Regions from separate parts of the Mus musculus genome. Here region 1 is linked to region 2. Evidence: chromatin contacts called from public promoter capture Hi-C data. All regions are on one chromosome and are shown on one strand. Each heading gives the region's core, a stretch centred on a gene start, on an enhancer-like site or on the middle of the called end of the contact. The rest is flanking DNA. Distances are from core to core; before and after follow the strand shown.

The links. Promoter capture Hi-C pulls out the DNA fragments that hold promoters and counts their contacts.
Region 1: a contact with region 2 is called in a promoter capture Hi-C map of the HPC-7 cell line, with 4 times the contacts expected there. The contact joins two enhancer-like sites. A contact is called at or near these places in 5 of 39 promoter capture datasets (the HPC-7 cell line, cranial neural crest, embryonic stem cells and 1 more) and 5 of 115 datasets of contacts at active chromatin or transcription factors (bone marrow-derived macrophages, embryonic basal ganglia, embryonic forebrain and 2 more).

The regions. Positions count from the first base shown.
Region 1 is chr9:121,291,418-121,296,077 of GRCm38.p6, forward strand. No RefSeq gene overlaps it. Among named protein-coding and RNA genes, the nearest start is that of Gm34655, 16 kb to the left of the region's middle. Within about 2 kb of position 2,029, at least 4 of the 459 cell types and tissues checked have an H3K27ac peak or open chromatin away from gene starts, as enhancers often do. A contact at or near this core is called in the HPC-7 cell line, where this site is marked.
Region 2 is chr9:120,527,604-120,532,232 of GRCm38.p6, forward strand. No RefSeq gene overlaps it. Among named protein-coding and RNA genes, the nearest start is that of Entpd3, 9.9 kb to the right of the region's middle. Within about 2 kb of position 1,713, at least 23 of the 459 cell types and tissues checked have an H3K27ac peak or open chromatin away from gene starts, as enhancers often do. A contact at or near this core is called in the HPC-7 cell line, where this site is marked.

The sequences.
Region 1 (4,660 bases), core at 779-3,278, 760 kb after region 2:
AGTCAGACTTGGAAGGAAATCCCTTTCTAATTGAGTCCTTGTCTTAGGGTTTTACTGCTGTGAAGAGATACCATGACCAAGGCAAGTCTTTTTTTTTTTTTTTTTTTTTTTTTTTTTCTTTTTCGAGACTGGGTTTCTCTTTTAGCCCTGGCTGTCCTGGACAAGGCAAATCTTATAAGGACAACATTTAATTGGGGCTGGCTTACAGGTCCAGAGGTTCAGTCCATTATCAAGGTAGAAGCAAGGCAATATCTTTTTATTTAAAGATTTATTTATTTATTATATGTAAGTACACTGTAGCTGTCTTCAGACATATCAGAAGAGACAGTCAGATCTCATTACGGATGGTTGTGAGCCACCATGTGGTTGCTGGGATTTGAACTCAGGACTTTTGGAAGAGCAATCGGGTGCTCTTACCTGCTGAGCCATCTCACCAGCCCGCAAGGCAATATCTAAGCAGGTATGGCGCAGGAGGAGCTGAGAGTTCTACATCTTGTTCTGAAGGCAAACAGTCTTACAGCCACAAAGACACACTTCCTACTCCAACAAGGCCACACCTCCAAATAGTGCCACTCCCTGGGCCAAGCATATTCAAACCAGCACAGCCATCTTGCCCTAACTCTGTGATCGTCCTGAGGCTTGTAAGCATCATTGATTTCCTGAGTCCTCTGAGCTTCCTTCTTTGCTCCACAAGAGGAATTTCCAAGCAGGAGCGCACAGCTATGCACTAGCCTGATCTAATATGTGCTACAAGCAGGCACACACACACCAAACAGAACATTGTGGGATGGGAGCCCACAGTACTGTCTAGGCTGGTCTCCGGCTCCTGGCATCAAGTAAGCCTATGCTTTGGTCTTTCTGGCCCTGAAACCTCGGCCCTGAGAGTTCCAAGCCCAGCTGCACCTATTTCTTTTCATCTCTTCAGCTGTCAGTTCAAACTGCTCTCCCATGGGCTGCAAATCAGCAAACAGAACTCCCATTGGCTGTGAGTCAGGTGCCGTTTTGGGTGCTGGGAATTAAATGAACACACAAACAGGAATCCCAGTGTCTTACCTCTACACCACACTTCATCTTGTTCTCTTACTTCTCCTGGCATCTCTTTGATCCTAGGAGATGGGAACTGGGAGATGAAAGACTCCATGTTTCACCTGGTCCAGTTCATCAGCCTGTTTGATAGAACAGAGCCCCAGGTGCTTGGAGGGGTTCTGTATGCTGGGGTGGCTTCCCCCTCCTTGTCTCATTCTTTCTATTCCTAACTCTTCCTTCCCTCCTATGGGGTCACTTTCTTAAAGAAACAACTTATCGTTAACTGTTCTTCAGTCCTGATTCTGGGGCTCAGGCTAACACAGGGGCAGCCTTATTAAGTCATTTTCTGCATTTTTACCTGGGGTCCCAGGTTGTACTGCAGGTTTTTAACTAATATAGAGCAGGTACTTTTTTTTTTTTTTTTTTTTTTTGCATTTTATCTGAGTTACTACCTCAGATCCTGGAAAGTATCAAATGTGCTGATTTCTTTCGAAACAGGATCTTACTATATAGCCCTGGCTAGCCCAGAACTACAAAAAGCCAAGTGGTCTCTAACTCAGAAAGATCCTCTGGCCTCTGCCTCCTGAGTGCTGGGATTAAGGTCTGCCCGGTGTTCTGCAAAGCTGAGACCTACCAGGACAATTACCATTTCCACCTGCCACCTGCTTCCTCCATGCTGGGGAAGGGACACCAGCTCCTTCTCATCAGGGACAGGATCCTTGTGTGTACTTTGGCGCTGGGAACCAGATGTCAGGGCCCTGCCCGTAGAACAAGGTTGCAGACAATGGCCAGGACTGAGTGACCAACCTCAAGGCTGCAGACAATGGCCAGGACTGAGTGACCAACCTCAAGGCTGCAGACAGTGACCGGGACTGAGTGGCCGACCTCATGGATCTGTACCAGCTTGGCGTCTCGTGACTGTAGGAAGCAAGTCTCAGACAGCTGGTAAAAATGCAGGAACATAGGACAGCTGCAGTTATGGGCTGACCACTAATTTGATGCTTCTGTGGTTCTACGCCACTTTTCTGCCCGCAGTTTCCTGCAAATGAGAGGTGTCCAGACTTGTGACATGATGTTGTCATCTACAAAGTTTGTGCTCTAGCACAACCAACTTAAAAAAAAAATTAAACTGAAAAAAATGGTAAAGATGCCTTATTTTAAAGTAAGTTCACCACTTTGTGTTGGCCACAGTCAAGGCTACCCTCAGCTGCACAGGTCCACAATGAAGAGGCGTGTACACACCAGAAGGGGCTGAAAGAACACCTCTCCCCAACTGGCTGTATGTTTTTAAGTCTAGGGTTTATTTTATTTTCATATATTTTGGTCATATTCTCCCCCCTTGGACTCCTCCAAGATCCTTCTCCCCACCCACCCAATTTCATATTCTTTTTCTCTCTCAAACCAAACCACACACATGTCCACACACACTCACACTGACAGTGTGTGCGGCACGCTCGTGTGCACACACGCGGAGCCAGTTTTGTGCTGGCTAACTGCTTCTGATCAAGCATCCTGCCCTGGAGTGTGGTTGATATACGCAGCGACACTCCAGATGAGAAAACCGAGGTTCCCTTTGCCAGCGGGTACGGACTACTTGCTTCTTGATCGGGATGGGAGCCTGTGTTTGCTTCCCTCTCTGGGCGTCGGGACTGTTTCAGGCTTGAGCCTGTGCAGGTCTTGTGCTTCCTGCCACGGTCTCCGTGAGCTCATATGTACACCAGTCCCATCATGTCTGGAAGACACCGTTTCCTCAGAGCCACCCATCATGCTGGCTCTTAACAATCTCTCTCCCCTTCTCTGTCACACAAACCCTTGAGCCTCCAGGAGAGGATATGACACAGAAATCCCACGCAGGACCGAGTGCTCTGAAGTCTCTTGCTCTCTGCACACTGTCCAGCTATGGTCTCCGTGTTAGTTTCCATCCACTGCAAGAAGGACCTTCTCTGATGAGGGTCGAGCAGGGTGCTACCCTGGATCCCAGTCAGGCGTGGTGGCTGTGGGATTCCTGACAGAGAGAGTCATCCTACAGTGAAGGGGAGTCAGGAATGGCTGAAATGGCAGTGGGAAAAAACTAGGGGGGCCCTGGTTCCACACCTCAAACTGCGATCACGTCCCAAGGGAAAGGAGATGGATTAGGCCAGATGACGGTTCTTAACTTCCAGAACCAGAAGGCGTTGGATCTACTGGTTTTACCTCAGACAATCTGCCCCTGCCCCTTTAAGACTTCAGGTTGTATGCAGGACCATTCCTACTGAATACTGGGTACTGAAGCTGGTCCCTCTCAGATTGCTTGTTCTAGATCCTGCCAGCCTGCCATAGTCTATCAAACCTGGCATATATCTGATGATTTAATCTGTGTGACTGAAATCCCATTGATATAATTGCACATTTACATTCTATCATAAAAAATATAATGTTTTGTTACCTGCTGCTGTGGTATGCATCTGTAACTCCAGCACTTGGGAAGCAGGGGCAGAGTGACCACTTCAAGGCCAGCTTGGGCTGTATGAGATGGTCTCTAAAATCCAAAACCACCCAACCACCTCAAACCCAAAACTGGGCTGAGAGATGACTCTCAGTGGTCAAGTGTAGACTATGTAAACCTATAACCTGAGCCCAGATCCCAGTACTCCCTAAAAGGTCAGGCATGATGGCATGTGACTGTCATAACAGTGCTGGGGGCAGGGAAGGGCAGAGATGGGCTCATTCTGAAGGCTAGCTAGCTAGGCAGTCTAGCTTCATCAGTGAGTGACCCCACCCTCCAAGGCTCAGGGGACATCCCAGAAGAGGGGCAGACAGGATGTAAGAGCTGGAGGATGGAGAGGGGGCTGGCTGTGAAACATTGTCTTCTGCACGTGGCACGACTGTCACTCACAGGGACTTGCACCGGCTCTGGTCACCAGCACAAGACGAAGATGGACAGAAGTGGGCAGAGATGGGACAGATTAAATCCAGGCCCCACCCCTTATGTAGGAGCCTCCGGCAGTTGATAGTTGCTGGGGAGTGCAAATGGTACCATGCTCCAGTGGATGCTTCACACCCAGGACATAGAGCAGCCCCGATGCATTAACTGGGTTGCTGGGGGAAAAGACATGAGGTCCTGAGGGGAATGTGCTGGGTGGCCATGTCGGGTAGGAAGTGTGAAATGGGCACAACCATAGTACATTGTTTACATGTATAAAATTCTCAAGGCAGAAAGAGTAAGGTGGAGAGCAATAGAAGACACCTAATGTCAACTCCTAGCCTCCCAGTGGGGCCATGAGTACACGCCCAGACATGTACACATACATACAATGGGCATTCTCCAAACACACATGCACACACGTGCATACACACACTCACAAGCACATAGGTGTACACACACACATGTGCGCACAGACACACACAGAGACACACAGACACAGACACACAGACAGACACACACAGACAGACACACACACACAGACACACAGAGACACAGACACACACAGAGACACACACACACACACAGACACAGACACACACAGAGACCCAGACACACACAGAGACACAGACACACACACAGACACACACTCACACTGTCCACCTGGCCTCAGCTCTTATTTGATGTTTTGGAGAACTCTTCTATTTAGAAAGAACTTCAAACCCATAAAAG
Region 2 (4,629 bases), core at 463-2,962:
TGCACACAGCTTACTGGTGGTAACCCACACACAGATCACCCATTGTAGGAGCTAGGAGAGAATGCTCTAGAGTGGGGAAATGTATCTCATGAACCAGGTTGTGTTTCACTTAACAAACTGGTCATACTGAGTCCTCACATCCGGTGTTTGGTTGGTTTGGTTTGGTTTGGTTTGGTTTGGTTTTGTATATAATATACAGCTCAACAGACCCAACTCCTGTCTAGAAGTCACTGGGCAGATAATGGGATTAGAATGCCAAAATGTACCTGCATAGACACAGATAAAGAGAAAACCATTGAACTAGAAGATTGAGAGGAGAAAGTTATTGCAAAGACTGTCCTTAAGCAAAGTAAAGTCGGCCTCCTCCAAGAACCTCCCAGCCAGGGGCCTGCTCGTATAAAACTAGGGTCCCAATGTAGCCCTGCTCTGTCTTGGCCCACTCAGCTAAATCCTCGGAAGAATTCTGCTAAGTCATCACCTACTTTATTATCGTCGTAGGCAGTAGTAATATCTACATGAATTTTTGTTTGTGCCTGGTGCCCAAGGGACCAGAAGGGGGCATCGGAACTCCTGGCACTAGAGATAAGAGTGTTTGAGCTGCCATGTGAGTGCCGGGAATTGAATCTGGGTTCTTTGAAAGAGCACCAAGCGCTCTTTCCCATTGGGCCATCTCTCCAGGCTCCCAGCCTCAGATCTTGATATTTAGTCCAATTCTTCATCTTCATCTTCCACGTTAATGACTCCCTTCAGCACAGCAAGTTTTTAATGAAAAGATGAATAAATTTTATCATTTATCAGTGACAGAAGATTTACATAGTAGCAAACTGAACTCTCGATTCTTTTGGGACATAGAGCAATGTGAAGATAAACCAATGTGATATTGTGATACACGCTGAGGAATACTGGAAGTAAAATGTTATAAGCCACTGTTTCCATAAGGAAACCACCGTGTTTCCCTAAGCACAGAAAGCTTTATCTTTATATGTGTGCTTAAAAACTCTGTGACAGATAGCACAGAATAATCAAAAAATGTGAATCAAAGGACCCGTATCCAATTCCCAGCACCCACAGGGCAGCTCATAATTGTCTGCAACTCTAGTCCTAGGGGATCTAACAGCCTCATGTGGCCCCCATGGGCACCAGGCACAAGCAAAAGACTCATACAAAAAAAAAAAAAAAAGAAAAGAAAAAAAAAAACCAGTTAATTAATTTAAAGATAGTTGGTGATGATTTAGCACAATACTTCCCGGGATTTGGCGGAGCAGACAGAGGCAGGGTGGAGCTACGCTGAAACGGTAGTTTTATGCCCCGACAACTTGTGCATGCAATCTGAGGTGTTTCCCTCCTTTGCAGGGTGTGACAGCATGTACGAGGAATGTGTGTGTCACGTGTTCAGAATCAGGGTTGCAGTGGTGCCGCGTGGCACAACGCAGGCAGGTGCTGTCGGTAACGCTGGATTCCTTATTTACTTGATATTAAATTCATATCTGTACTTTCATAAAGTTTTTATTGTTGCTGATTTTCATGACTTCTACACTCAGTCACGTGACACCCCCCCCCCAATCCCAGTTTGAGAAGTTCCGTGCTAGTTTATGCAGCTAAATGTGAGCAAGAGGGGCCAAGAAGTATTTTAAGTTCTCTCTTCTCCACCCGTCTTTCTGCAGATACCCATTAGCAATCTAACCACAAAGCAGCTGGCAAGGGAGCTTGGGTGACACTTCTGTGGTCAGAGCCGGGAAGAGAAGGGTGGAGATTGCGGGAGACAAAGAGAACTTCAGAGTTTAGTACAATGGAGAACTTGTTAGCTTCAGACTTCCAAGGAAATTTCTGTAGGGGATTATCTAGATCAGATTGGCCTGTGGGCACATCTGTAGAGTTTTCTTGATGCTAATTGACATAGAAAGGCTCTTCCACAGTGGGCAGAGCCACTCCTGGATCCATAGCCCTCTGGGTTGTGTAGGAAAGTTGTCTGAAGGCTAGACAAAGGGAGCTAGCTGGCCAGCATCCTCCTCTCTGGTCCTTGATTCAGTTCCTGTTTGAGCTCCTGCTCTGGAGTCCCTCTCTGGGAGAAGGGGGAGGGGCATGATCTATAAACTGAAATAAATCCTTTCTTTCATCCCCTAAGTTGCTTTTGATTGAGGCTTTTATCACAGACCGGGACACCAAACTAGAGCAAGTCTTTAAAATGTCATGGGACACTAGGGAGACTAGCAGGACACAGGTGCTATGAAAGGGGCAATGAAGATAGTGGGGGAGACTTACCTGGGGGAGGGAGGGGAACACAGAGAGATGGAGGGATAAATAACACTAAGGATATTTGAAAAAACTTCAGGGAATCACAATACTTTATGTTTACTTAAAATTACATATATATTACACACACATACATACTTACATATATTTGAAATTATGCCACTTTAGATGATAATACACACACACACACACACACACACACACACACCCCAAGCCCCTTAGACTATCTAACAAAACCCCCAGTGCCAAGCATGGCATGCTTCTTATGAGTTGTTGATCAGGGTTGTCCAAGAGACCTCAAACAAAACAGGTCATTGCTCAGACCCACAGTACATCCCTTAAATGAAGGCAACACCTATTGCTGAAGACACCACACGCTTCAGATGGGAAACATAAACCCAAAACAAACAAACAAACGACAACAAAATGAAATGAAATGAAAAAGAAAAAGAAAAAGAAAGAAACAGTCTTTGCAATAAGCAGAAGCACTGCTTAGTGATAAGAAGCCATTTGCTGGAAGCACAATATGTGTGTGTGTGTGTGTGTGTGTGTGTGCGTGTGCGTGTGCGTGTGTGTGTGTGTGTGTGTGTGTGTGTGTGTGTGTGTGTAGGTTGCAGCCTGTGAAGAAATCACCACTGAGGTTACAGGGAGTAAACAGTCATAGTTGGCTTCTTAGAACATGCTGGACGCTCATTAAATACGAAACTCTGTGGTCCAAAGGTGCGTCTAGAGATGTTTGCACTCTTAGGTGTTTGTCTAGAGGATGGAAATCTCTCTGAAAAACTCTGCCATTCTGTTTGAAAACAACTGTTTCTTTTCCTTCAGAACTCAGGGTTAGACAATTTTTAAGCTGGAAAGAAAGAAACTATTTGAATAAGAACAAAGTTGGTCTTTGATCACAAAGGCCCCACGGGGAGAGGAACCTTAGTGATAGAGAACCAAGGTGATGTCAGGATGGTGGTTGGTATCCAAATGAGAAAGCTATGAACGGAATGATGTGATACCCAACCTGCCAGGAGTGATGAGTCCAGGCCAGTCAAGTCCAGAAGTGAATTTGGCACAGTCCACCAGCAGTGCTGGTTTCAGGTCTCAAACCAGGTGCTGAAAATCAGAGAGGACAGGGCTGGAGAGATGGCTCAGCATGACTCAGTAAGAGCACTGACTGCTTTTCTGAAGGTCCTGAGTTCAAATCCCAGCAACCACATGGTAGCTCACAGCCAACCATAATGAGATCTGATACCCTCTTCTGGTGTGTCTGAAGACAGCTACAGTGTAGTTATTTATAATAATAAATAAATCTGTAGCCGGGCAGTAGTGGCGCATGCCTTTAATCCCAGCACTTGGGAGGCAGAGGCAGGCAGATTTCTGAGTTCAAGGCCAGCCTGGTCTACAAAGTGAGTTCCAGGACAGCCAGGGCTATACAGAGAAACCCTGTCTCGAAACCCCCACCCCCCAAAAAAAGAAAAACCCAATATAAATAAATCTTTAACCAGAGAGGAGGGTTAACACAAGGTGTGCAGAAGCAGGAACTATCTGGTTATAAAGTTAGGTGCACGACAAGGCTTTACTGGCAGCTCCTGCCCTCTTTGGCCCCACAAAGCCAGAGCACACAGTTTATAAAAAGGGTTTCACGTGTGCTTGTCTGTGACTTCAGTGGGACTTGTTTAGCAGAGAGGGTTCTGCGACCCCAAGGACTCCTACTGAAATTCAAAGATGGAAAACAAAAACTAGTTACTTGAAAGTAATACCATGGAGCTGGAGGGATGATTTGGTGGCTAAGAACACTTGTCTGTTTGGATCCCAGATCCACTGACAGCTCACAACCATCTGTAACTCCAGTTCCTGGTTCTGCCAACCCACCTCGGTGGAGCGGAGCGGAGGGGTCAGAGGTCAGCAGGCACAGCATCTGGGAGTGGTTGACTATAGGGAATGGAAGGTTATATGACAGAACCTCGGGTTGCAGGTTTGTTCTCCTAGCTGTACGTGGGTGCTGCCCACTGAGCTGAGGAAAACTGACAGAGTAGATGGCTCTGTGGAGCACAGGAAGTGCTCAGTTTGAGACTCCATAATTTTGAGAAGCCCGTGAGGCACCCAAAAGAAGTCAGACCTGCAAGGACAAGGGAAAGCCCGAGAGGATTCCCTGTGATGAGAAATGGAGTGGGACTGGGGAGGGTCTCTAGGGACAGAGCGAGAGGACGGACAAAAGGCCAAAGAGTCAGAATGAAGCCTTGTAACACTCCCAGGCAAGGAACACAGACAGCCTAAAGCCTCCAGAGACGCTTCCCCCACAGAGGCTCATGTAGACCTGATGCCTGCACCTGCTCCAAGGAAGACTACTCACTTCTCATCATTGGCTGTCTTAGTTTGGCACACACG